5 separate regions of the Mus musculus genome follow, and all the other regions are linked to region 3. A link is a contact called in public HiChIP or PLAC-seq, Micro-C and promoter capture Hi-C data. All regions are on one chromosome and are shown on one strand. The core of a region is the stretch at or near the end of the contact, and the rest is flanking DNA. Distances in the headings are between cores, read along the strand shown. Region 1 holds the start of Neurl1a (neuralized E3 ubiquitin protein ligase 1A). Region 2 overlaps Cnnm2 (cyclin M2). Region 3 holds the start of Ina (internexin neuronal intermediate filament protein, alpha). Region 4 overlaps Cnnm2 (cyclin M2). Region 5 overlaps Cnnm2 (cyclin M2).

Evidence for each region. Promoter capture Hi-C pulls out the DNA fragments that hold promoters and counts their contacts. HiChIP or PLAC-seq counts read pairs in DNA pulled down with a chosen protein or histone mark. A called contact is a pair of places that touch in the nucleus more often than the background predicts.
Region 1: a contact with region 3 is called in a Micro-C map of embryonic stem cells, with 2.3 times the contacts expected there. The contact joins the promoter of Neurl1a here to the promoter of Ina in region 3. A contact is called at or near these places in 1 of 39 promoter capture datasets (stem cell-derived epiblast-like cells), 7 of 484 Hi-C or Micro-C datasets (the G1E-ER4 cell line, embryonic fibroblasts and embryonic stem cells), 3 of 115 datasets of contacts at active chromatin or transcription factors (all in embryonic stem cells) and 1 of 9 other capture datasets (pancreatic islet).
Region 2: a contact with region 3 is called in an H3K27ac HiChIP or PLAC-seq map of embryonic stem cells, with 18 read pairs. The contact joins the enhancer-like site here to the promoter of Ina in region 3. A contact is called at or near these places in 6 of 39 promoter capture datasets (the C10 cell line, hematopoietic stem and progenitor cells, liver and 2 more), 2 of 484 Hi-C or Micro-C datasets (bone marrow-derived macrophages and nephron progenitors), 3 of 115 datasets of contacts at active chromatin or transcription factors (the 230-238 cell line and embryonic stem cells) and 3 of 9 other capture datasets (adipose tissue, liver and pancreatic islet).
Region 4: a contact with region 3 is called in a promoter capture Hi-C map of hematopoietic stem and progenitor cells, with 2.6 times the contacts expected there. The contact joins the enhancer-like site here to the promoter of Ina in region 3. A contact is called at or near these places in 17 of 39 promoter capture datasets (the 3T3-L1 cell line, the C10 cell line, the HPC-7 cell line and 12 more), 1 of 15 datasets of contacts at CTCF or cohesin (large pre-B cells), 8 of 484 Hi-C or Micro-C datasets (bone marrow-derived macrophages, cerebral cortex, cortical neurons and 4 more), 17 of 115 datasets of contacts at active chromatin or transcription factors (bone marrow-derived macrophages, craniofacial prominence, differentiating embryonic stem cells and 11 more) and 3 of 9 other capture datasets (adipose tissue, liver and pancreatic islet).
Region 5: a CTCF HiChIP or PLAC-seq map of the NIH/3T3 cell line shows a contact between it and region 3, with 7 read pairs. The contact joins the enhancer-like site here to the promoter of Ina in region 3. A contact is called at or near these places in 5 of 39 promoter capture datasets (the C10 cell line, HPC-7-derived erythroid cells, cranial neural crest and 2 more), 1 of 15 datasets of contacts at CTCF or cohesin (the NIH/3T3 cell line), 1 of 484 Hi-C or Micro-C datasets (bone marrow-derived macrophages), 4 of 115 datasets of contacts at active chromatin or transcription factors (differentiating embryonic stem cells, embryonic stem cells, microglia and 1 more) and 1 of 9 other capture datasets (liver).

What each region holds. Positions count from the first base shown.
Region 1 is chr19:47,176,592-47,180,951 of GRCm38.p6, forward strand. Neurl1a (neuralized E3 ubiquitin protein ligase 1A) reads left to right here and starts at 2,229. Exons shown (of 6, transcript NM_021360.4): 1 at 2,229-2,960. The coding sequence starts at 2,876.
Region 2 is chr19:46,834,563-46,839,019 of GRCm38.p6, forward strand. The region is part of intron 1 of Cnnm2 (cyclin M2); the gene reads left to right. Among named protein-coding and RNA genes, the nearest start is that of Cnnm2, 75 kb to the left of the region's middle. Within about 2 kb of position 1,724, at least 17 of the 459 cell types and tissues checked have an H3K27ac peak or open chromatin away from gene starts, as enhancers often do. A contact at or near this core is called in bone marrow-derived macrophages, embryonic stem cells and hematopoietic stem and progenitor cells, where this site is marked.
Region 3 is chr19:47,011,353-47,016,117 of GRCm38.p6, forward strand. Ina (internexin neuronal intermediate filament protein, alpha) reads left to right here and starts at 3,329. Exons shown (of 3, transcript NM_146100.5): 1 at 3,329-4,467. The coding sequence starts at 3,403. It also overlaps a transcript of Nt5c2 not described here.
Region 4 is chr19:46,860,818-46,865,762 of GRCm38.p6, forward strand. The region is part of intron 4 of Cnnm2 (cyclin M2); the gene reads left to right. Among named protein-coding and RNA genes, the nearest start is that of Nt5c2, 99 kb to the right of the region's middle. Within about 2 kb of position 2,899, at least 93 of the 459 cell types and tissues checked have an H3K27ac peak or open chromatin away from gene starts, as enhancers often do. A contact at or near this core is called in the HPC-7 cell line, bone marrow-derived macrophages, hematopoietic stem and progenitor cells and 1 more, where this site is marked.
Region 5 is chr19:46,802,529-46,807,491 of GRCm38.p6, forward strand. All of the region lies in intron 1 of Cnnm2 (cyclin M2), which reads left to right. Among named protein-coding and RNA genes, the nearest start is that of Cnnm2, 43 kb to the left of the region's middle. Within about 2 kb of position 2,428, at least 26 of the 459 cell types and tissues checked have an H3K27ac peak or open chromatin away from gene starts, as enhancers often do. A contact at or near this core is called in the NIH/3T3 cell line, where this site is marked.

The sequences.
Region 1 (4,360 bases), core at 979-3,478, 160 kb after region 3:
AGTTAGTGAATGTGGCCACATTAGGAACCAAGGGACAAAGACGGTCAAAGAGGGACAAAGAGATCCAGTATCCCCCAAGTCTGTCTTCTGGGGTCCTAAAGTGAGATTAAAGTTTGAATAGGGGGCTGAGGGTGGGCACACCTGAGCAGGTTATGACCTTCAAGTTCAGAAGCAACACTGTCAGTTTCCTTTGGAGCTCAGGCTACTCAGAGGATCAGGAGAGAGCCTTTTGGCCTGCTTGCCCGCCCTCCCTCCCTCCCTCCCTCCCTCCCTCCCTCCCTCCCTCCCTCCTTCCCTCCCTCCCGCCTTTCCTCCCTCCTTCTTGTCATTTGGCCTTCATTTTTCTTCTGCTTTGCCCATGGCCCACATTTAGGCCTGTGTGGGGCCTGTAATCTCCCTTTGGGGCCTTGGGTCCACCCCTATCCTGTACCAAGGCTTCCCAGGCCACAGAAGCGGGCTTATTCCAGAAGGACTCAGAGCCTCTCCAGCCACTCTCTACAAATCCCAGCCAGAACCCTGCACTTCACACACACTCCAGGGGAATTAGTCTCCTCTATACAGGCTCCACATATTTATTCTGACTCATAAAATGCCTGATCTCCCCAGCTATGTGTAATCTGTATGTCCTCATTCTCTCTCTCTCTCTCTCTCTCTCTCTCTCTCTCTCTCTCTCTCTCTGTGTGTGTGTGTGTGTGTGTGTGTGCTTTATGTATGTAGCTGTTAAGAGCCCACAGATTGCTGACAAATGAATCATCATTTGGGGAATAAGTGTTGGGAAGACACCGCCTATAAATAAGACACCAGTCCCTGACCATTCTGTAGCCAGTCAGCACCTGATCCCAGGCACCCCAGAGGCTTGGGGCTGGGGCTGGGACTGGGGGCCTGGTTGTCTTTCTCCTCAAACACCAGAGCATACCTTTCACAGGTATTTCTAGCTTGCCTGGAGTCTCTGAAACTTAAGGATATAACATGTGCAATCAGAGGAGAGTAAAAGGCAGGACAGGGGGCTAAAGGGGATCAGAGATGATGTCTAAAGATCACAGTAGGATTTTACTGCTGGCAGGCATGGGGATCCATTCACTGTACAAATACTTCTGAGAATCCGCATGTCCCTGCCCTGGGAGCTAGAACACTGTGAGGAAAGTGGCTGGCCGACTCTCCCCTCAGCAAGCTTATTCTCTATCAAGAGAAGCCGAATCTAACCAAGCAGAAAAGGCTACTTTTAGGCAAAGTCATATAAAAGCCACGAAGAGAATGGGATGACCCTATGGAGAATGATAGAGAGAGGCAGAGATGCTTAGCTGGGGTGGTCAGGAAAGAGCTGTGCCTACACATTGAGGATGGGTCCTATGGAGAAACTTCCAGAAAAGGATGGAGGAGATGTCTGTGTCCCACTCATGACCCAGGGCTCACTCTGGATCCGAGTTGGGAAAGTCCGGTTAGAGTGAGCGATGGCCCCGAGAAGCAGCAAGGCTGATGAAGGTGTGAGATGGACAGACGGACTGTCTTCTCCCCCATGATACACTGGGAGAAATAACCGCCCCAGATCCAAGATGACTTCCTGGTCCCTCCTGCAGGTAGCAGTGCTGAGCTACACAGATGGAAGAGTCACGTGAACAGGACATTTACAGACTGCCCCCTTCCTCGAGGAAGCCACCTTGGTCTACTATAGGCTATAGCACCCCCTCTATCCCTTCCCCAATCTCTTAGTTTTCCAGCTGACAGAATAATTCAACTTGGAACCGATATCTCTCTCATGGTTTGTACCTGAGCTGGGTCCCATCGGCTTGCTTCTGGTCTTGTGGTTCTCCGTTCTTGAACATGCAAAGGATGTTTGAACAGTCAGGAAATGGTCTGACTGGGGTTCTGATTGGAAGTTCCAACTACAGCGAAGGGGAGGTGACTGTATTCCTGATCTCAATTGTCTTAATTCATTATCCACTCACTCCTGAGCGTTTTAACACGTGCCAGGCCCTGAATCCCGTGCTAGGGAGCCTCCATTAGGGCTACCTCGCCACGCCCTGGCTCCGGGGCTCCCAGCGTTGTGGCGGTCCTCTTCCTCTTGTTTTCAGGTTCTATGTCCCAGGACAGGGAGACGCTCAACCTCCGAAGCTCCCATCTATTCCTGACGTCAGGTCCGGAGCAGTGCCGCCCCCAACCCTGGGTCCCGCGCGCCTTCGAGAACTTATAGCCAGCGGGAACGCGGCGCGCCCCGAGACCCACATCTGGCAGAGCGGGCGCGCGCGTGTCACTAAGACGCTCATTAACCTGCGCAGCTGTCGCCATAACAACCGGAGCCCCGGAGTCCTGGCGACGCTAGGGCGGGGGTTGGGGGCGGCGGCCTCGGGAGGGACCTGGCGGGAGCGGGGGCGGTCCACACGAGCCGGGCGCTGCAAGCTCACCCGCGGGCGGGAGGGCGCCACGCACGTCGCCGCGGCCGTCCCCGCGGGCGGGGACCGAGCCCGCCGACGAGCCTCCGAGCAGCCGCGCGCCGAGCCCCGACTCTATGGCCCGCGGGGAGCGCGCCGCCGCTGCGCCGCCCACCCGCAGCCGGAATCCGAGCTCCAGCACCAGGCAGAGCGCAGCGGCTCGCGCCGCGGGCCGGGGCCCAGGGGCCGGGCCGCCCCGGGCGCGGGGCATGGGAGCCCGGTAGCCGGGTGGCGCGAGGACCCCCACGGCGGGCAGGACCCGCCGAGCGAAGACCGCCAAGCCCAGGGAGAGCCGGAGACAGCAAACCGCCCGCCCCCGGTCGCAGCCCCGCCAGGGCCCTCCCCTGGCAGCGCGCACCCGCGCGCGCACACACTTGCACACCTTTCCTCCGCTCCTGCCCAGCCTTGCCTGGCTCCCGCCGGAGCACCCCCGGGGGGCCGATGCCATGGGTAACAACTTCTCCAGTGTCTCCTCTCTGCAGCGAGGAAACCCGAGCCGCGCGTCGCGGGGCCACCCCCAGAACCTCAAAGGTAGGCTTCGCTGACCGGGGAGCAATTGCAGGGAGGGTTGCGGCGCAGGTGGAGTGGTGGGCAGGGGTGCGGTTGGGGACGACCGGCAGGTGCCACCTGTTGTGTGCATTTGGAGGGCGGGAGAGGCGCTTCTGACAGTGGAGGTGGGCTGTGGTGGCAGCTGACCGGTGCTGATGGTGGAGATGAGGGAGGATGGCGGTCGGTGGGGGTCTGCGCAATTCTCCTTATCTGCCCTGGCAACGTCACTGGAGTCCCCTCCAGTGATGCTAAGCGGTGAGAAGAGGTGGGAAAAACATTTGCCGGCTGGATAGGGCAGTGTGGAGGGAAACCTAGGTTTTTCCAGATGAGCCTCCCAAGAGAGTCATTGTGGTCTTTTTTGCATTTGCCTAGGGCTGGGGGAGATCCCGCTGGAAGCACTAGTTGCATTTCCAAGCAGAGGGTCTTAGAGATTCAGGACTAGAAGGGCAGACGCGTGCTCCCGGGGTCTTTGCAAGTGGGTGATCTTTTGCACCGTCTGAGTCAGGTTGTTTGGTTTTGTTTGTTTATTTGTTTGTTTGTTTGTTTTGTGCATCCAAAGACAAAGTATCTGGTCTGAACCCTAGAAAGAGGGGAAGGGAGCTTCCAAACAGATGGAACGTTATCGGGAGGGTTTGCTGTCTATGGCCCATCCAGCACCCTCTGGGGGAGGCCCGAGGCTCTGCCCCAGGCCTTCCAGCTTCCAACATGTCTCTGACCTTTGGAAGATGCTGCTTGGTTTCCTGGGCGCCTGGACCCAGCTAATTCTCTCTGGAAAGCTGATTTTTTTTTTTTTCATCTTTATTAGAGACAGGTTGCACTTAGTTCTAGGGGCACAGTGATAGCTAAAAGTCCCAGGGCTTCCTAAACAGCAATAAGAACAATTAAAAAACAAAACAAAACAAAACCCACAGCATGGCACAAAACAACTTAAGTTCCTCAAGTCTCCCAGGATATGACTAGGGTAGTAGAGTACCCTTTAGCCCAGAGCCTTGGTGTTCATGGAGGATGTTCACAGGTCCCTTTTCAGGGAGTACAGACATTCTCTGGTTTTAGTCAGCAGAGCAACAGTAACCATATTCACTTTACAGAGGAGGGGAACTGAGGCTTGTTTCTTGAATTAGAAACAGCTAGGCTTCAGACCCTAGAGGCTTGGAACTCTTGTCTCTTCTTGCAGTTAGCTTCAGGATGGAGAAGGGATGACAGATGTACCACTGTCCTGCATTCTAACCCAGTCTTTCAGAACTTCACCTCTACCCTGCTCCGGAAAATTAGTGGGTCTTGGTGGATTTCTGGAAATTAATATGGTGACACTTGCAAAGGTCCTCTAGTGTCATGTTTATTGACCTTGTAATTCCTCATAGAACTGATGGGAGGAAAATGGA
Region 2 (4,457 bases), core at 474-2,973, 180 kb before region 3:
CTGGGCTCAGATGCATAACTGCAGAGTTTCAAGAGACATTCCAAGGCAGGAAGTAGGAGGCACATTGAGCTGTCTGTCACAACTGAGTTGATGTCTACTTGTGGGGTTTCAGTGCAGAGCAAGTCCACACTGGAGTGCAGTGTGCAGCTGGACACCTTGGCCAAGGAGAGAGGCCGAGGCTGAGAATTCTGAAGAGGAATCTTAGGGGGCTTTATGTGACTAACAGGGCACGGTGGCACATGTTTGTAATCCCAGAACAATTGGGCAATGGGGGCATGTGGATCAGGGTTCAAGGCTCCACAGCAAACCAGAGGCAAGTCTTTACATGACTGTTGGGGTTCAGTGCACATCAATTCCTAATCAAAATAAGCATGTTACCTTTTATGATTGCACACAATAGAGTGTAGAAGCGCAAGTCTCCATGTTGTTCTTATGGAGCTTACTCTGAAGGACACAACTTGTCAATTTAAACCACAATACCATTGGCTTTTTCCTATAGTTTTTTTTTAATTGGTTATTTTATTTATTTACATTTCAAGTGTCATCTTTCCCAGTTTCCCCTCCGCAAACCCCCTACCATACTCCCCTACCCCTGCCTCAATGAGGGTGTTCCCCCACCCACCTGCCCACTCCTGCCTCACCGCCCTAGCATCCCCCTACGCTGGGGCATTGGACCTCCACAGGACCAAGAGCTTCCCCTCCCATTGATGCCAGATAAGGCAATCCTCTACTACATATGCAGTTGAATATTAGCCCCAAAACACGGAATACCCATGATATAACTCACAGACCATATGAAGCTCAAGAAAAAGGAAGATCAAAGTGTGGATGCTTCAGTCCTTAGAAGGGAAAACAAAATATTTACGGGATGTAGAGGGAGGGAGGGAGAGATCTGAGAGGGAGAGAGGAAGATGGGGGGAAGGGGGCAGGATCACGTGTGGGAGGAGACTGGGGGAGAAGTACAGAGGGTCATGAAACTGAATGGAGGTGTGTAGCAGTGGGGGTGGGGAACTGGGAGTAGCCACTAGAAAGTCCCAGATAACAGGGATGTAAGAGGTTCCCAGGACCCAACGGGGATGACATTAGCCTAAATACCCAATAACGGGGAGATAGAGATAGAATCTGTAGAGACCATAGCCAGTGGTTAGGCAGGGCCCCCAGTTGAGGGATGGGGCCACCCACTCATCTCAAAACTATTAACCAAGAATTGCTCCTGTCTCAAGGAAATGCTGGGACAAAGAGTGGAGCAGAGACTGAGGGAAAGGCCATCCAGAGACTGCCCCACCTAGTTTTTCTAAGAATGTACAAATAACACAGATGGGAACATTCCCTGAATAATATAGATTTTTCTTACTACAAGTAGGGTAGTTTCCATAACCACTTATTACTTACTGTTTTGTTCCTTAAGAGTTAAAGTTCTTCCATAACATAGATGTACTAGTACTTTTTAGACCAGGCTTCTATTGGTGAACACGGGGATATGTATGTGTGTGCATGTTATATGTGTGCACACTCACATGCATGTGTGCATATACGTGTATTAAATATAACCCATTCAGTCTGTATAGAATTGCTTGCATCTATGTTTTCAGGGCTGGCTGTTTGGTATTGGCTAACCAATGGTAAGCTCTTCCCTGGGAAGGCTGTTTCTCCCACTCTCAGCATTCCTTAGTTGTCTGTAGTTCTTTGTCTAGGTTTGAGGCCTTGTGCCCTTGACCCCTTTCACATTAGCATGTCTTTTGGAGTCATTCAAGTTCAGATCCTGTTTAGCCAACCATGTGGATGAGACATCCTGGGTGTAGCTTCTCTGACATTTCTAGGAGATACAGTCTCACAGCAAGCCTCCTGTTGCTTTAACACTGACCGTCTTTTCATGCCCTCTTCCACAGTGACCCCTGAGCCTTCCGTGCAGGGGCTGTGCTGTGGATGGATGAATCCGTTGGGACTGGGGTCCACAACTCTGTGTTTTGATCAGTTATGATTTGTGTAGTGGTCTATCTGTTGCAGAGGGAAGCTTCCTTGATGAGGGGCGAGGACTACACTCTAGGTTGTCTTCTGATCCGCACACATATGCTACAGCATGTGCTTCCCTGCTTTCACGCTTGTGAACATGCACCACATACTATAATAGGCAAATAAAAAAAGTTAAAAAATTGAGTGGGAGGAGATGGCTCAGCTGTAAAAGCATTTACGTTGTTCAACTCTGCCAGCCTGAGTCTGATGCCCAGGGCAGATAGAGCTGGCTCCTGCTGTGGCAGAACTGGTAAAATCATTTGGAGGAGGAAAGACTTGCTATGGCTCAAGGTTTGGGGGGGGTCTCAGCCAGGGGATACTTGGTCCCATTTCCCCTGGGCTTCTGGTGACAGAACATAGCTGGGGCTTCCTCACTGTCATCAGGAAGCACAGAGAGAGCAGGAGGAAGGGGCCAAGGACAAGATGTTGCTTTAGAGTACATACTGTTGGCGCTGGGGGCTGCCAGTGGTTAAGAGTGCTTTCTGTTTATCCAGACAACCTGAATTTGGTTTCCAACACTCACATTGGGTGGCTCGAGACCACCTGTAACTCCAGCTCCAAGGGACCTGACCCTCTCTTCTGACGTGGAGGGCACTTGAATACATGTGCATACATGTGAGATATACATACATGCACAGAGGATTAAATACAAAAAATTTAAACCCTGATATGCAGATTTTTTTTTTTTTAGACTCAACACTTGTTATCCAGAGGGCAGGAAAATCTGTAAGTTCGGAACCAGCTAGGGCTGTATTTGAGAGCCCATCTTTTAAGCGTGTGTCCGGGGCGGGCGGAGGGGGGCAGCATGCATGCACTTGTGCACTCTTTAAGTAAGATCCCTGTCTTGTTTCCACCAACTCCCAATAACCCATCTTCAAATTATGATGTCACCTAGTGGGTTGGTCCAACAGTGAGGTCAGCATACTCGGGATCTAGTCACTTCCCCAAAGCCCGTCTCTGCACACTGCTGCATCAGGGACCATGCCTTCAACATGGGATATTTAATATCCCAAGCATGATTTTGGGAGAATTTTTAGATACACTGAAGGAAAAGCAGGCAGTAGAAGGGTGGGAGGAATGGTAAAGAGGTTTAAAGAAGAAAATGTTGGATTTTAAAACTCGCTGAATTACAGTTTTGGGTTTTTTTTTTTTCCTTCTTCTGTAACAATGAAGTGTTTGAGGTTTCTGGGGACAGGAAGCCAAAGAGCAACATGCCAGGTTTTATTTTAATCATGACAATGAGGAAAACCTTGAAGTGTTTTCGCCCACCCTGGTTTTCAAGTTTATCATGTGCGCAAGATTTGCAGAAGTGATGACCGAGTTAGATAAGATTTTGAATATGAAGGGTTTTTCTTTCCAAATGCAGTATTCAGTGACATTTTAAAAGAAGGTTGATGGCTCCTTTCCTTTGTATTATGGAGTTGTAAAACACAGCAGATTGACTCTGTAGTGACACAGTAGCTCTTTCCACCTTGTTGCAAATCCCATTCACCTGGAAGGACTTCTTCAAAAGGGAAGACCCCAGTAAGGAAAACCCTGGGGTTCCAGGCAGACACAACCAATCCTGGCTTCTTTTGTAGGTGGTAGGGATAAAAAAATCAGTCCATCGAGCTTGGGGGACAAGCACTCTTCCCCGGTGAGCCATTTCCCCAGTCCTGATAAAATTTGTCTTATAATAAAGTTCCTACTTGGTTTCTCTCAGGAAGATTTTTATTTTCTGTGCCAGGCATCAAACCCAGGACCTTGCATGTTCGGGCAAGAGCCCTACCACTAAGCCAGTTTCAAAAGAATTAATGACTTCCTTTCCTAAAATTTCCACTGCTAGGCACATGTATGGCATGGTTTGGTGTTCAGTATTCTTTTGGGTTTTATTTATGGTCTTGGGGATTGAACCTAGGACCTCATATATACTAGGCAAGCATACTACCACTGAGCCACAAACCCAGCCCTGGGGTACAATATAGGTGAGCATAGTGCCTGTGCCTAGAGCATTTTGATCTACCGTGAACTATCACAGCAGAACTCATTTTTATGCATGAAGCTATAATTGCATGCCTTACTTTGACTGTAGAAGGTGAGGTTAGCGGATATAAAAGATGTGCAGCTCATAAGGTCCTGAATGATTATCAGCCAAGAAGGAAAGCTTAAGAATAAGGCCATGAGGCTGAAGTCAGCGTAAGACGTTCTAACACTCGGTTATCAGCTGTGGTGGACTGTCACTAGTCTGTTAGACGCTTACCTACTCAGTATACCCGGCCCTCATCCATCTCTTGACCAGAGATTTGAGTCTGAAGGAAAGACAAAAATAGAATCCTTGGCTTTAAAATGAGCCCCCCAGTTCTACAGAAGGACCACCTGTCTCTTGGGAAAGATGAGAAGGTTCCCATCATCCCAGCTCAAGAGCCATCTTTTGTCTTAGCCATATTTTCCATTGCTGATCATTT
Region 3 (4,765 bases), core at 2,079-4,578:
ATCTCTGTGAGTTTGAGGGCTGCCTGATCTACATAGTGAATTCTGGGCTAACCAGGATAGCATGATAAGACTTTGTCTCAAACACACACACCCCCCCCACACTCACACACACATACCCCACCCTCACACACACACTCTCACACACCCCACACTCACACACACACACACACATACACCCCACACTCACACACACACACACCCCACACTCACACACACACATACACCCCACACTCACACACACACACACACCCCACACTCACACACACACACATATACACCCCACACTCACACACGCTGACACACACATTAACATACACACACACACTCAGACACATACACACCTGTAATTCCACCACTCTTACAGGAGTTGGGAGACAGGAGAATTACTCTGAAGTTTGTGGACTAGCAGCCTGACTTAAGCAATAGGAAGAGAGAGATCCTGCCTTAGCAAGGGGCAGGAGACACCAGCTTCTCAAAGTTGTCCTCCAACCTTCATGGATGTGCCATGGTACATGCATACACACATGTATATACACATACACACCCAAATACATAGAAATTAAAAAGAAAATTAGAGGCTGAGGCAGAAGGAATACAGAGAGCTCAAGGCTAGTCTAGGATACATAGCAACACACTATCTAAAAGAATTAGTGTGGGGTGGAGGAAACACCATAATGAACCCCGTTACTTGTATGTTATGTTTAAAATTTTCTTTAAAGAGGCTGGGAGTGTATCTGTGTTGGTAGAATGTCTGTTCAGCCTGCTTGAGGCCTCGGGTGCCCCAGCTGTATAAACTGGGGATGGAGGCATACCCCCGTGACTCCAGCACTTTCCAGGAAGCAGGAGGATCAGTAGTTCAAAGGCCAAAACGGCTCAGTAGGTAAGAGCACCCGACTGCTCTTCCGAAGTTCCTGAGTTCAAATCCCAGCAACCACATGGTGGCTCACAACCCCATCCGTAAGGAGATCCGACTCCCTCTTCTGGAGTGTCTGAAGACAGCTACGGTGTACTTACATATAATAAATACATAGATCTTCACACTGGGCATGGTGGCACACACCTTTAATCCCAGCACTCAGGAGGCAGAGGCAGGCAGATTTCTTAGTTCGAGGCCAGCCTGGTCTACAGAGTGAGTTCCATCCAGGACAGCCAGGGCTCCACAGAGAAACCCTGCCTCAAAAACAAAAAAAAAAACAAAAAAAAATTGTATTTCAGCCAGGTATGGTTTCACACTCCTTTAACCCCAGCACTTGGGAGGCAAATGTGTATGAGTTCCAGAGATGGCAGAGATATCCTTATCCAGAAGCAGAATGAACAGCACAATCAGGTGCGCCATCTCGGCCTTCCGCCACCACGAGAGGCGCTGTGGTGCTGTCACTCTTACACGGTAAGCAAGGGAGGGTCGAGATGCACACCCATCACCTCTCAGTTCAATGATCTTCAAATATAACCCCGGTCATCTGCTATTGACCAAAATTCTCTGAAGCCTACTGAGCCCTATTCTGGCTACAAAAGATGACAAGAGTCTCGTGAAACTAAGAGAAATTCCGTGTTGGAAAGAATGTATGCCGTTGCTTCCTGGTGGCCTTGGGCCAGGAATGACAGCCATCTTGAAAACCGGCCAGAAGAAAGACAAAACCACACTCAAGCACTCCACCATGACTGCCAGGCAGTAATTCCTCACCACCACTGGTGTCTTCCAGCATCCGAGTCTTACAGAGCCCGAAAAAAACCAGCATGGTTTTTAGCTCGGGTTTTTGGTAAATGGTAAGGAGACAGGGCAGCTGTGACACAAAGCCAGGGGATATGTTCCATAAAATGACTTTTCTCTTACTTTCAGAGTCCTGTCCAAGTAATACATCCCTTCATGAAGTGAAACAAAACTTGTTCTAGAACCCCAAGATCATAAAAGGTGATAAGGGCCAGCTATGGTGGGCCACACTGGTGACTGCTGCATGTGGGAGGCAGAGGCAGGAGGATTGCCAGGAGCTCAAGGCCAGCTTAGACTGAGAGCAAAACCAACTTAGCTACTAGGGGCACAGAATGGGAGCCTTGTTTCAAAACAAACAAATGTAAGTTTGGAATTCGGAACTAGAAAGCAAAGGGCTTCACATTTCCTGGAGTTGTGCCACAGGATAGAAGGTAAACTAGATCCATCTATCGTTCAGGCTCCCACTCCATCCTAACCGGGTGTGGCGAGGACGGCCAATTCTGTCAGCCCTGCTCCTCTGCCTCACTCCTGGAAATGAGTCTTTGGTCCAAAGACTAATCCCCACAGAAAATGGTGCTCCCGTCCAATTCAGAATGGATTGTCAAACGCTTGCAGGGCCAGACAGATAAAAACAAAAACAAAAAAACAAAAACCGGGGTAAGAGGGGTGACTCTGAAGTGCTGGGAGCCCTGAGGAACAACGCACTTAAACAAAGGCACTCGCCCACCGCAGTCATCCTAAACCTTCTGCTTTCAAGAGTAGCAGGGGCTGGGCATTAAAAGATCAAAATCAATCCAGTTTCTGTTTAGATGAAACCTCCTGACTAGAAATCCAGTTTTGAAACGTTTTAAAATCTAATGTGTTTTGTTGTTGGTTTGGGGCTTTTTGTTTGTTTAAACCAAAGCCTGCAGCCTTTCTAGCAGCCTGCGGTCCTGGCACGCACGGTGACTGGAGGTCTAGAGGTGAATCCTGCTAATTCTCAACGCTTTGTCCTTTCCAGGACAGACCGCTTTCCTCCCGGTAACCCTTTGCACCCTTGGGGAAAAAAAAAATCAGCCTCTTGTTCGTCACCAATGTCCCCGAGAATCTCACTCTTTCTGCGAATCCTATCTCCTGTGGTGGCGGAACTGAGGGATGCTCTCTGAAGTGGTCCCACTTTCTCCGAAGAGAACCAGGAGCCGCCTAAGCCAGGAGATAAAGAGGGGGTTGCCCGCTCCCCCTGTAAAGAGTGGAGAGGAACAGGGCCTTACCCTTGGGAACTCTGGGATGCGGATGAGAATAGAGGACACCTTTCAGAAAAACCTCCTCTCCGTGGGGGATAAGAGCAGAAAAAAAAGGACAGGCTCTAACGCCATCAAAGAGCTGAGAGCGCTCGGCCGGGAAGCCAAGGTTGTTTGGGCACTCCCTCCCCTCCGGTCATTCCCAAGGCAGATTCTTGGGGTACAGGCGCAGCGGACAGGGACGGCCCAGGACGGTGGCGCGCAGCTGCGGTGGCACTGCGCTCCCCCGCCCCCGCAGGCCCCCCTTCCTCTCCCCGCTCGATCTGAAGATGAAGCTCCACCCCTAGCGCGTCGCCCCAACCCCGCGCCTTAAAAGCCCCGCACACCGCCCCGCCGCACCCAGCCTTGCCGCACCTTCGCGTCCTCGCCAGGTCCCGCCGCAGCCGCGCACCCGGCCCCGACCCCGGCACCATGAGCTTCGGATCGGAGCACTATTTGTGCTCCGCCTCCTCCTACCGCAAGGTGTTCGGGGACAGCTCGCGCCTCTCCGCGCGCCTGTCCGGGCCGGGAGGCTCGGGCAGCTTCCGCTCGCAGTCGCTGTCCCGCAGCAATGTGGCCTCCACGGCCGCCTGCTCCTCGGCCTCGTCCCTCGGCCTGGGCCTGGCCTACCGCCGCCTGCCGGCCTCCGACGGGCTGGACCTGAGCCAGGCGGCGGCGCGCACCAACGAGTACAAGATCATCCGCACTAACGAGAAGGAGCAGCTGCAGGGCCTCAACGACCGCTTCGCCGTGTTCATCGAGAAGGTGCACCAGCTGGAGACGCAGAACCGTGCGCTCGAGGCCGAGCTGGCCGCGCTGCGCCAGCGCCACGCCGAGCCGTCGCGCGTCGGCGAGCTCTTCCAGCGCGAGCTGCGCGAGCTGCGCGCGCAGCTGGAGGAGGCGAGCTCGGCGCGCGCGCAGGCCCTGCTGGAGCGCGATGGGCTGGCCGAGGAGGTGCAGCGACTGCGGGCGCGCTGCGAGGAGGAGAGCCGCGGGCGCGAAGGCGCCGAGCGCGCCCTGAAGGCGCAGCAGCGCGACGTGGACGGCGCCACCCTGGCCCGCCTGGATCTGGAGAAGAAGGTGGAGTCGCTGCTGGACGAGCTGGCTTTCGTGCGCCAGGTCCACGACGAGGAGGTGGCCGAGCTCCTGGCCACGTTGCAGGCGTCTTCGCAAGCCGCCGCCGAGGTGGACGTGGCCGTGGCTAAACCAGACCTGACTTCGGCGCTGAGGGAGATCCGCGCGCAGTATGAGTCCCTGGCCGCTAAGAACCTGCAGTCCGCCGAGGAGTGGTACAAGTCCAAGTTCGCCAACCTAAACGAGCAGGCTGCGCGCAGCACCGAAGCCATCCGAGCCAGCCGAGAGGAGATCCACGAGTACCGGCGCCAGCTCCAGGCACGTACCATTGAGATAGAGGGTCTGCGCGGAGCCAATGAGTCCCTGGAGAGGCAGATCTTGGAACTGGAGGAGCGGCACAGCGCTGAGGTGGCCGGCTACCAGGTAAGGGCTGGGATGCTGCATAGGAAAGAGTGCCCTGTCCTTTTCCGTACAGAGATAGCTTCACTCCCTGTAAACTGGTGCCCTAGGAAACCACGGGAGGGAAAGGGGAGAGAGGGGAGCGTTGACTAGAGGCGTCAGTCAACAAACAAACAAACAAATTAAAAAAAAAACCACGAAGTCTCACGCATGCAGCCGCAAATGTGGACTGTATGTGCCTGGAAGCTAGCTCTTCAAGCCCTTGATGTCTTCGCCCTCTATTTTGGAGGGTGGGGGAGTTTGAGGCACAGAGCCCAAGTCT
Region 4 (4,945 bases), core at 1,649-4,148, 150 kb before region 3:
GTGTCAGACCCCGGGTTCTGGGCACACTTGGCAAGCACTCTGCCACCCAAGCTGCCTCTCTGTCCCTCATTAGAAGGTTTCAGTTTAAGTCCTATATCAAATAAAGCTCAGCTTATTCAAAGTAATGATCTGAGTGAGCCTGATTAAAAGACTATTTCATCATTTACATAACAAAATATAAACTAAAATATGAATGAAAATAAATCTTCAGGAGCTGCAGAGATGGCTCAGCGGTTAGGAGCACTGGCTGCTTTGTCAGAGGTCCTGAGTTCAATTCCCAGCAGCCACATGGTGGCTCACAGCCATCTGTAATGGAGTCCAATGCACTCTTCTAAGGGTGTGTCTGAAGATCGCTGTAGTATACTCATATAAATAAAAAATTAATTAATTAAAAAAATAAATCTTCAAGTTTTTTAAAGTAGACTTTTAGAATATGCTAATGTATTTTAATAAATGAGATAATAAAATCCTGATAAATCACAATGAAATCTGTATTGGCTCTATGTGTTTTTGAGAAACCTGTATCTACTCGTAGAGCTACGGCAGGGGAATAGCTGAGTGGTAATGTGCCTGCCTCACCTGCGTTCCTGCCAGAAACTAGGGGACAAGCTGAGCACATGGCAGCCATGTGTAATCCCAGCACTGGGGTGGGCACACAGGTAGGGTCCTGGGCTCCTTGGCCAAAGAACTAAGGCTAATCTGTGAGCCCCAGGCCGGTGAGAGACCTCATCTAGAAATAAGGAGGGACGTAGTTTAGAGAACGCCACCACCTAAGGTTGTCCTCCAGCAAGCCCACAGCTGCATGCACAACTGCACATCCATCTTCATGTGCCATGGTGAGCATGGAGAGGTCAGAGGTCAGCCTTGGGCGTCTGTTCTCTTCTAGCACGTTGGTTCCAGGACCCAACCATAGTCCTCGGGTGTTGTGGCAGGTGCTTCACCTGCTGTGCCCCCACGGCACACAGTGTGATGGGAGTGTTTTTCCACCAGCATACCAGGAACAATTAGATGATAATTTTAAATTACATAACCAGTATGATAAAATGAAGAGTTAGAGATAGTCAAACACAGAATGCTCTTTGGGGAGGGTCAGTTTTGCTTTTCTGAGGCAGGCAGCGTATCTTGTATTGTCAGGCTGACCTCATACTTGGCTATGCAAGTAAGGACAACCTTGTTGAACTCCTGATCCCCCTCCTGCCTTTAGAATATAGACTGGGTGACTTAACTGTGTCCCAGTGCACCGCGTAGTAAATAGAAAAAAAGATAAGTTTCAGAAGCCTACCTAGGTAGATGATAATGAAATCAGGAGTGAAATACGACATGGTGGTAGCTGGGGGCACACCCCATTGGGAGAGTGCTTGCCTTCCTGATTAAAGCCATGGGTTTGATCCTGAGCACGGCTTAAATGAGTATGGGAGGTGTTCACTCATAGTCTGCACCCTGAGGAAATCAAGGTGACGTCAGAAGTTCCAGGTCACCCTCAGCTGCAGATTGAATTCAAGGCCAACCTGAATAGTGTGAGAGCCTGCCTGTTTTTGTTTTTGTTTTTTAATTTGTATTCATTATCCCCCTCCTGGTCTGCCTTCTGACAGTTTCTCGTCCCATTCCTTCTCTCCCACTCTGCACTCCCCATCTCCAAGAGGATGTCCACCCCCAACCCCCCACTCCCTGGGGCTTCCAAGTCTCTCAAGGGTTAGGTGTGTCTTCTCTCACTTATATGCACCGTAACTGTAACTGCTAGACACAGTTTTTCTTACCAAAAGGCAAGCTGGACCAGATCACTGTCATTTCTATAGTGGCTGTGTGTCTGTGTGTGGGGAGGTCTTATCCATCCTCCGGGAAGTAACATATCTAAATATCCAAATAAGCCACTGCTCTCCCCAGCACAGGGCAGACTGTGAGCAGTCTCCAGCACAGTAAACAGAAAGCCTGGGCCCCGCCTCTGCCAGGCGTTTAGTGGACAGGAACTTCCCCTGGCATTACTCTTGCTCTTGTCACATACAGATTAATAAATACCCCTTTCTTCTTCCTCCTCCTCTTCAGCTGTCCCATCATATTTCTCAAAGCTTCTGATACAGATTTAAAAGACATGTTTGCTCTAAAGTGGGTTTCACTCCCTTCTCAGATTAGTGTTTATTTGTAACCTCTCAGGTCTTTGGCTGCGTTTAAACGACTCTCACTGTTCTTTGGGTGCACGCTGCCACTGTTTGACCTGCAGTGGACGTGTCTGAGCTGTCTCTGGGACTGCCATGCGCTCTCTTTTCTGTGCTCTCCTGCTCAGGGTTTCTCCAACCTCGACGTGCACGGGAATTGCCCATGATCTTGTCGAATGCTCCCAGTTGGTGCAGAATCGAGCTTAGCCACTGGGATTTGAGTCTTGCCTCTTAGTACACGAGTATGGTTGTAAACAACCAGATGGATATGTATGAATTAATATTTTTGCCCACCATTTTTTAAAATATCCATTTCTGAGGTGAGCTTGCAGAATCCTAGGCTCCCATGTACAGCCACCAGATACAAAGCCATGACTAGATAGCTTGTAAGTGCCGCAGCCACACGAGGAGCAGACGGGCAGCTCTGAGTGGCATGGGCAGGAGACACCCCACATTGTCCTCTTGGCACCCACTTCCCTGGCTTCTTTCCCATTTTCCCTTTCCTTTCCCTCTTTTCATCTGTCACAAGATCGCAGACAGTCCAGGCTGGCCTTGAGCGTTGCCTCCTATGCACTGGCTTTACAGGCACGCACCTAGCTTTATGCAGACCACGCTTTGTATATGCCGGGCAAGCACCCGACCAATGGAGCCACATCTGCAGCCGGCTCTCTCCTCTCTGAAAGCGAGCCCCAGTGGTGGTTTTGTGACTGCAACGAGCACAGGAAGCACCCAGCCCAAGAGTGGACCGGCCACAGTAACCACAAGGTTATCTACTGCATGGGTTATTGGGCCATACTGACTCAGATAGCGTCATATCTGACTAGGATCCGGAGGAAGCGGAGATTCTGTGACTGACTTCTTACGTAGGAAGCCATCCTTGCTCCAGAATTACATGTCCTTCCAGAGCCTCTTTAAGACTGTTATTAAGAATTATTTTTAGACAGGACCTTGCTATATAGCCTGGCTTTGAACTTGTGATTTTCCTATCTCTGCCTCCTGAGTTGGGATAATAGTGACATGCCAGCATATCCAGATAGGCCTCCTTCTCACCCTATCCATTTACAAATCACCCTAGCTCCTCTGAGAAAGGCTGAAGCCCCTCATGTCCTGTTCTGTTTTTTTTTTTTAATTTATAGAGTAAGCTTATGAATATTTCAAAAGTGAAGTCAGTAACGTAGAGCCTTTCCTATAAGGAAACGCTGTGTGGGGGCAGCCACTTGATTCTAAGCCATTTCCCAGTAGGGATGGCCCTAAGCTCAGCCCGGTGAGGTTATTTGAAACTACTGACACTTATATAAACAGATGTTCCTGTTGTCCCCAGAACCTGCCTGTCAGAAAAGCTTCCCTCTGTGGAGGGGCGGGGCGCAGCAGCTTTAAACTCGAGCAAATGGAGAACTAGCCAGTGCTGGGCCTGGGGGGGGGGGAGGGGCCTTTTTTCATTTTTTAATTTATTTTATTTTTCATTAGATATTTTCTTTATTTACATTTCAAATGTTAGCCCCTTTCCTAGTTTCCCCTCCGAAAATTCTCTCTCCTCTCTCCCTGGGGAGGGTCCTTTAATCTGAGGTTTTAGTACTTTTTTTTTTAGATTTGTCTTTTTATTTTTGTGTATGAGTGTTTTGCCTGCATGTTTTTTTGTGCACTGTGTGTGTGCCTGGTGCCCTTGAAGGCCAGAAGAGGGGCTCAGATACCCTGGGACTGGAGTTATGGATGGTTGTAAGCTGCCTTGTAGGTGCTGGGAACTAAACTTGGGTCCTCTGCAAGATCAACAAGTGCTCCAAACTGGTGAACTGACTGGACTGCCCAGCCCCATGCTGGGATTTTATTTCTCATGTGTTAGCTTCTGTGTGTGTGCTTGTCTGCGGAGGATTTCACTGTGTGTGCTGTTTTAATCATGTTCACTCCCCCTCAGCCTCCTCCAGAGTCCTGCCTCCCTCTTGCTTCCTGCCTTCCTTTTGAATCTGCTCTAACTTTGAAAGTGGCCACTGAGCCTGAGTGCTGCTGTTTCAACTCTGTCAGTGGTGGGAGGGAAGGGAGAGAGGGGTGGAGCTTTCCATGGTCAGTTCCAGGGCATGTTTTGAGACTATTTTTTTCTACATCGGAGGGCCCGTTAAAAATATGTGGTCTTCTCTGCAGTGATGGCAACAGTAGATAATGAAATGAAAACCTGGTGGCTCTTATCTACTGCCAGTTCAGGGAACCCACCATGGGAGCTGCAGCCCAGCATCCGCAGTGCACTGATAGTTGAGACTCCTTGGCATCCGAGAGGGGAGTGGGTAGCTGTTCCTACCCTGCCTGGTGTCTGCCCTGAAGGACTTAAGGGATGGCTGTCATCTCGGGGGTGGGTATGGAATCTCTCTAGCCATCTTTCATTAGTCAGCAGACCAGGCCCCTGTGCCTTTGTGGGAGTCTTTGAGACCAAAAATCAGTTTCCAGATCTGTAACCCTTGTTCACAAACAGCCAGAAAATGAGACTCCAAATCTCACATCCTCCTGAAATTACCTAAAGAGCTTCTTGCCCTCCTACCTCATAGGGATAAACCCAGAGTGCCTGGGCATGGTTGGTGGGAGCAGTCTTTAGGAGTCTGTGTTTCTGTGGTTACTGGGTGAGGCTCCCAGCACAGTAGAGAGTCCTGTCAGGTTATCGGCCTGCCTCCTTCCTGAGAGGCCGCCCCGGGCTTCTTTCCACAGTCTGGCTCTGACTGCTTGGACTGGTTGATCACAAAGTAGGAGCTCACACCCACTTGCAGAGACCTGGAACACACAGGCTGTGTGGTCTGCAAAAGCAATAG
Region 5 (4,963 bases), core at 1,178-3,677, 210 kb before region 3:
GCTTGACTAGAGCATAGAGCATCAATGGCTGACGTATGCCCAGCTCTCCTTAGTTACTCTCTTGAGGCTAATAATATTTCACTGGGGCTTAGTTCGTTCTCAGACTGTAGCTCTGCTGTGGTTTGGCGACTTAGTCTAAGGATCTTTGAGTTTCCTTGTGAAGAAAAATTAAATTGTGTTCATCTCAATAATCTTAGCATTAATACAGCTGTGGTGTACATTGTTGCATGTCACAGAGTGACAGAGTCATCTTGCTGGCCCTAGAGCTCATGTCTTCTCCCCACCATTGCATTTGCTCCCCACACTTTGCCAGAATCCCATGATCAACATCATCGGGTTGTGTGTGTGTTCTCCCGGCTGTTGGAGAGGCATGGCTTCTAGAACTGTACCCTACTCTGGCCTCTGCACTGCTCTTTTGGGGATCTTACCTCCAGAAGTTGGCTAAAGAATTCTCGTGGTATTGTTTTCTGTGGAATCCTTCTGTCTGGACCCCTGTGTCATTTGTCAGTTCTCCATTCTTCTTGGAGGACGTGGCCTCCTGTACTTCCAGGGAAATGGAGCAGAAGTTGTAATTCTTGAAGCACTTGTGTGCTGGTCGGTCAACCTGCCGAACGCTGCCCTTAGGCATTGGAAAAGCCTTGGCTTTGAATTACATGTATGTATTGGTTACATGTCGGGGACATTGCTTTGCTGATCCTGGCTGGAGGGTGGCTGCCTGTTGATTGATTTTGGAGGGGATGACTGAGGTGACCCAGCTTTGCTTTGTGTCAGGGGCAGCCTCGTTGTGAGGGTAGAGGGCAAGTGGAAATGTGTAAGTTTGTCTTATATTTTTAACATGGCAGCCACATACTAAGAAATATCCCATTTCGTAGCTACTATCGACCTACTTGATCAAAAAATAAATAATTTGTGCAAATGCACAGGAAAAAGAAAACCTTGGGAGTTGCATGTCCCAAGATTTCCTTTAGATCGGGCCTTTGTTGTGATTGGCTCTCCCGAGGCTCATCTGTTAGCCGCCTGTCCGAACACACTGATCGCTGTTGTTTGCTACTCGTCCATCGCACTAGACTGTGAGTTCCACAGAAGACAAGGACCGTGTCTGTCCTACAGGTTAGCCTGAAGCCTGCTGTAGTCATGACACAAAAAATGCTTGGCACAGGATGACTGTAATGTGTCTGTCTCAGGAAGATGAAGGATTTTCAGGGCTCCTTCTTATTGGGCTTTGAATGGCCAGCAAATTCCCATAGAGACATCATGGAGGGAGGAGAGTTTCAGATCATTGCCAGTCTTCAGGATGGGGAAGCAGCTGCCCTGGAGCTTGGGGGTGGGGGTGGGGTGGCTAGCTGCGCCTTGCTACATGTGTCTCTAAAGCTTTGGTTAGGAGCTAGCTGTCTGGCTTTAGGGCTTTCTGGCCAGCTGTTTTCATCAGTGTATGGATTTGACTCTAAGATGTCTGAGCAGCTGGAAACAAGTAATCCTTGAGCCTGTGAGCGTTTGTGTTGGGAACTAGATGGCAGTACTTTCATGCTTAGAGAAATGTGTAGGGGATGCAGTTTAAGCTCACTCCTGCATTGTAGTGTAACTTCATGACTTGAATTATACTCAGTAAGTTTATATTACAGAGTAAACCTTGGAATGTATGGACAAATTAACTTTAATAAAAATCTAAGCAAGGTGTGGTGGCATATGCCTTTAATCCCAGCACTCAGGAGGCAGAGGCAGGTGAGTTGGAGGCCAGTCTGGTCTACAAAGGGAGTTCCTGGACAGCTAAAACTACATAGTGAGACCTGGTCTCAAAAACAAAAAACAAAACAACAGCAACAAAATAAGAGTTAACCTAAAATGCAGAAAGTCTGCAAGTGATGGGAAGAGCTAACTGTTAAAAATTCCTCAACTATGAAGTCACCTGAACTCCCACTCCCATTTTGAAGATTGAATTCTGGAGCCTCAGTTACCCTAGGCCAAGGCTCTACACCCTCAGTTCTAGTTAAGTTTGTTTGTTTATTTAGTTTTTGAGATAAGATTCCACTTTGTAGTTCTGGCTGGCCTTGAATTCTCTATGTACACCAGACTGGCTTTGAACTCACAGAGATAATCCTGTTTCTCCCTCTGAGTGCTGGGTTTAAAAGTATGCTACACCCAATTACTGCTTAGCTTTGTTTTATTTTTACATTTATTTTTGTCTGGGTATGCATGTGTCAAAGCATACCTGTGGAGGTCCAAGGACACATGGCGGGAGCTGGTTTCTCCTCCTGCCATATGGGTTCCAGGGAGCAGACTCGGGTCATCAGGCTTGGCAGCAAGCCCCTCTCTCTACCCACCAAGCTGTCTCACACCTACTCAGACTTAAGTGACTTCACACAGTCTGTGGTGGTTAGTTCTATTTAATCGCTCCAACTCAAGATTTGAGAAGGCGAATTGAAGAGATGACTCAGAGGTTAAGAGCACCAGTGGATATGGTGGCTCACAGCCATATGCATGTGACTCAGTTCAGGGGCTCTGATGCCACCTTCTGGCACCAGGCATCTGGCACACAAGTGGTGCACAGACATACATGCGTGCAAAACACTCGTACATATAAAATAAAATAAAATAAAATAAATATAAAATAGTTGAAAGTGATCCATATTTTGTGGCTCATTTACTCAGTTCAGGTATGGATTTTAATTATTAAGAACTTGTTATAGAATGCTGGAGAAATGCAGAGGACCTGGGTTTGATTCTGAGCACCATGTCAGGTGGCTCACAGCTCTCCTGTTGGGGACTCCTAAGCGGTGAATATCAAATGTGAAAGTCATGTTTAAAAGATGGAAGCAGGCAGTAGAAAAGTGCTGGAGATTCTGAGGAGAAAAAGCAAAGGAGTTTAGAGAACTAGAGTCCAGGAAGGGAGCATGGAGAATGGCCAGTGGTCTACAAGTGTAGCCTCCCCCAGCCCTGAGTACGCAGGCATCAAGAGTGGATCTGTGGGAGACAGGCTTTCCCTCTATATAAGCACAGATTTTTAGTAAACTTTGGCCTTTGATCAGAATTTTGTCTGGCCGTGTCCTTTTCTCGCCATTTATTCTCTTCTAGCCCCAGCCTGCCTTTCAGGAGGATCCGGTTTGTGTGGCTGCGGGCAGTCACATCCAAGGAAGTTACACCTGTAGCTTATCACTGAGAGGCAGCAGGGCTCACAAATAACTGCAGAGATATACGGTTCAAAAATTGGATTTTGTGTATATTTCACTATGATACCTGTGTCCAGTATCTGTATGTACTTCATGTAGAGGTTAGTATGTGTTCAGTACTTTCACTGTGTACATAGACAAAAAATGGCTTGAAAAACTGCTCTTCTGTACTTAGATATTTCAAATCTACTTTTAGAGATAGTCAAGTGGATTGGTTGATAGTCAAGTTACTTTTGCCTAACAATAATGGATTAATGAAAGATGTCTTTAAAGTATAGATGATAGGGTTTCTGGCTCAGGGTAAGAGGGGACTCTGATTACCCCTGCCTAATGACTTCGCAGGTGCAGTTTAGCAGAGCAGCTGTCTCACTGTCCTGATCTGATAGTTCAGGGCATTATCAAAGATGACTTGCTTGTCCCTGCGCCTGGTGGTGTGTGCTGTGTGACTTCCTGACATGGTTCACTTCCACGTGGTCGTCCCTTGCTGTGCGGGCCGGCTCCTCCAGGCCTTTCTCCATATGCCCTCCTCTCTAACAGGAGAGGCACCTTTCCGCAGGATCTGCTTTTCAGAGAGTGGACTCTCTGAGGCATTGGAATGGCTAGCCTGCAGTTGGCCCAGCAGTCACTTCTGCTGATTCTTGTTTCCCCCTTGAGATAGAATCTTACTGTGTAGCCTTGGCTGGTCTGAAACTCCCTATGTAAACCAGGTCTTGAACTCAGAGATCTGCCTGCCTTTGCCTCCTGATTACTGGGATGAAAGGCATGTGCCACCATGCCCAGACTTGCTGATCCTGGAAATAAAAGCAAGCTGCCGGGTCAGCTCAGGGTGGAGGGAGAACAAATAAACGGTTTTTCCATGAGCCATTGAGTGCCCTCAGGGTGTGGGGGGAGGGATTGTTGGTGGCTATCTTCTCAGATGATCTGTTGCAGGTGTCCAGACAGTCATTTGAATCAATATAGAACAAGAACAAGAGTCAGTATAGATTCAGAGTGAAGACTGAACTGAATATGTGGCCCACCTATTAGTATATAAGCCCTTTGAGGGCAGGGATTTTAACCTCTGTAGCCATTGCTGTATCTCCAGAGTCTAGAGCAGAGCCTTGCTTGTGACAGGGACTCAGCTATGAGTAGAAGGAAGATGGAGATGCCATAGTATCAGCTGAGGGATTGGTACAGCCCCGGATAGCCAGAGAAGGTTTAGAAATAACCAGAAAAAAGAGCAGTACCTTTACATCACTGTCTCAGAGGGGAGTGGACTGCATAGACAGCGTCTGTTCTCTCAGAGGGGAGTGGACTGCATAGACAGCGTCTGTTCACTGACAGACCTTGAGTGCCAGCCTTGCACCAGAAAGACCTTTGCTTCAAAAAGGAGATCCCTCAGGAAGTACAAGTGCTGGAAGATAGGAAAAGGAGAGAGGCCTCAACACTCAGCATCTACAGAGTGAGGGGCCTGTGAGCAAGGGCAGGTCTGCCCTCAGAGACAACTAGGCAAAGAGGAATGCGGGTGTGTCCCATAAGGTTGGTGAGTCTTGAAAATAGCAAGCTGTGGGTTTAGTCCTGGCTCCAACATGTGACAAAAACTGCATGCTTGGTACAAACTAATTCTACATAATAATGATGTAGACCCTCATAATACAAAATAATGAGGGTCTCAGTGGAAGGCTGGAAATTCAGTGTCAGAGTTCCAGAGTTAAGTTTTGAAAGTGTAATGCCTCATGTGAGGAGATCTGTTTAAAAGACCAATACTGTATACAGAAAGACAGTACCGAATCTCAGTGTATAATGATAACGCTATT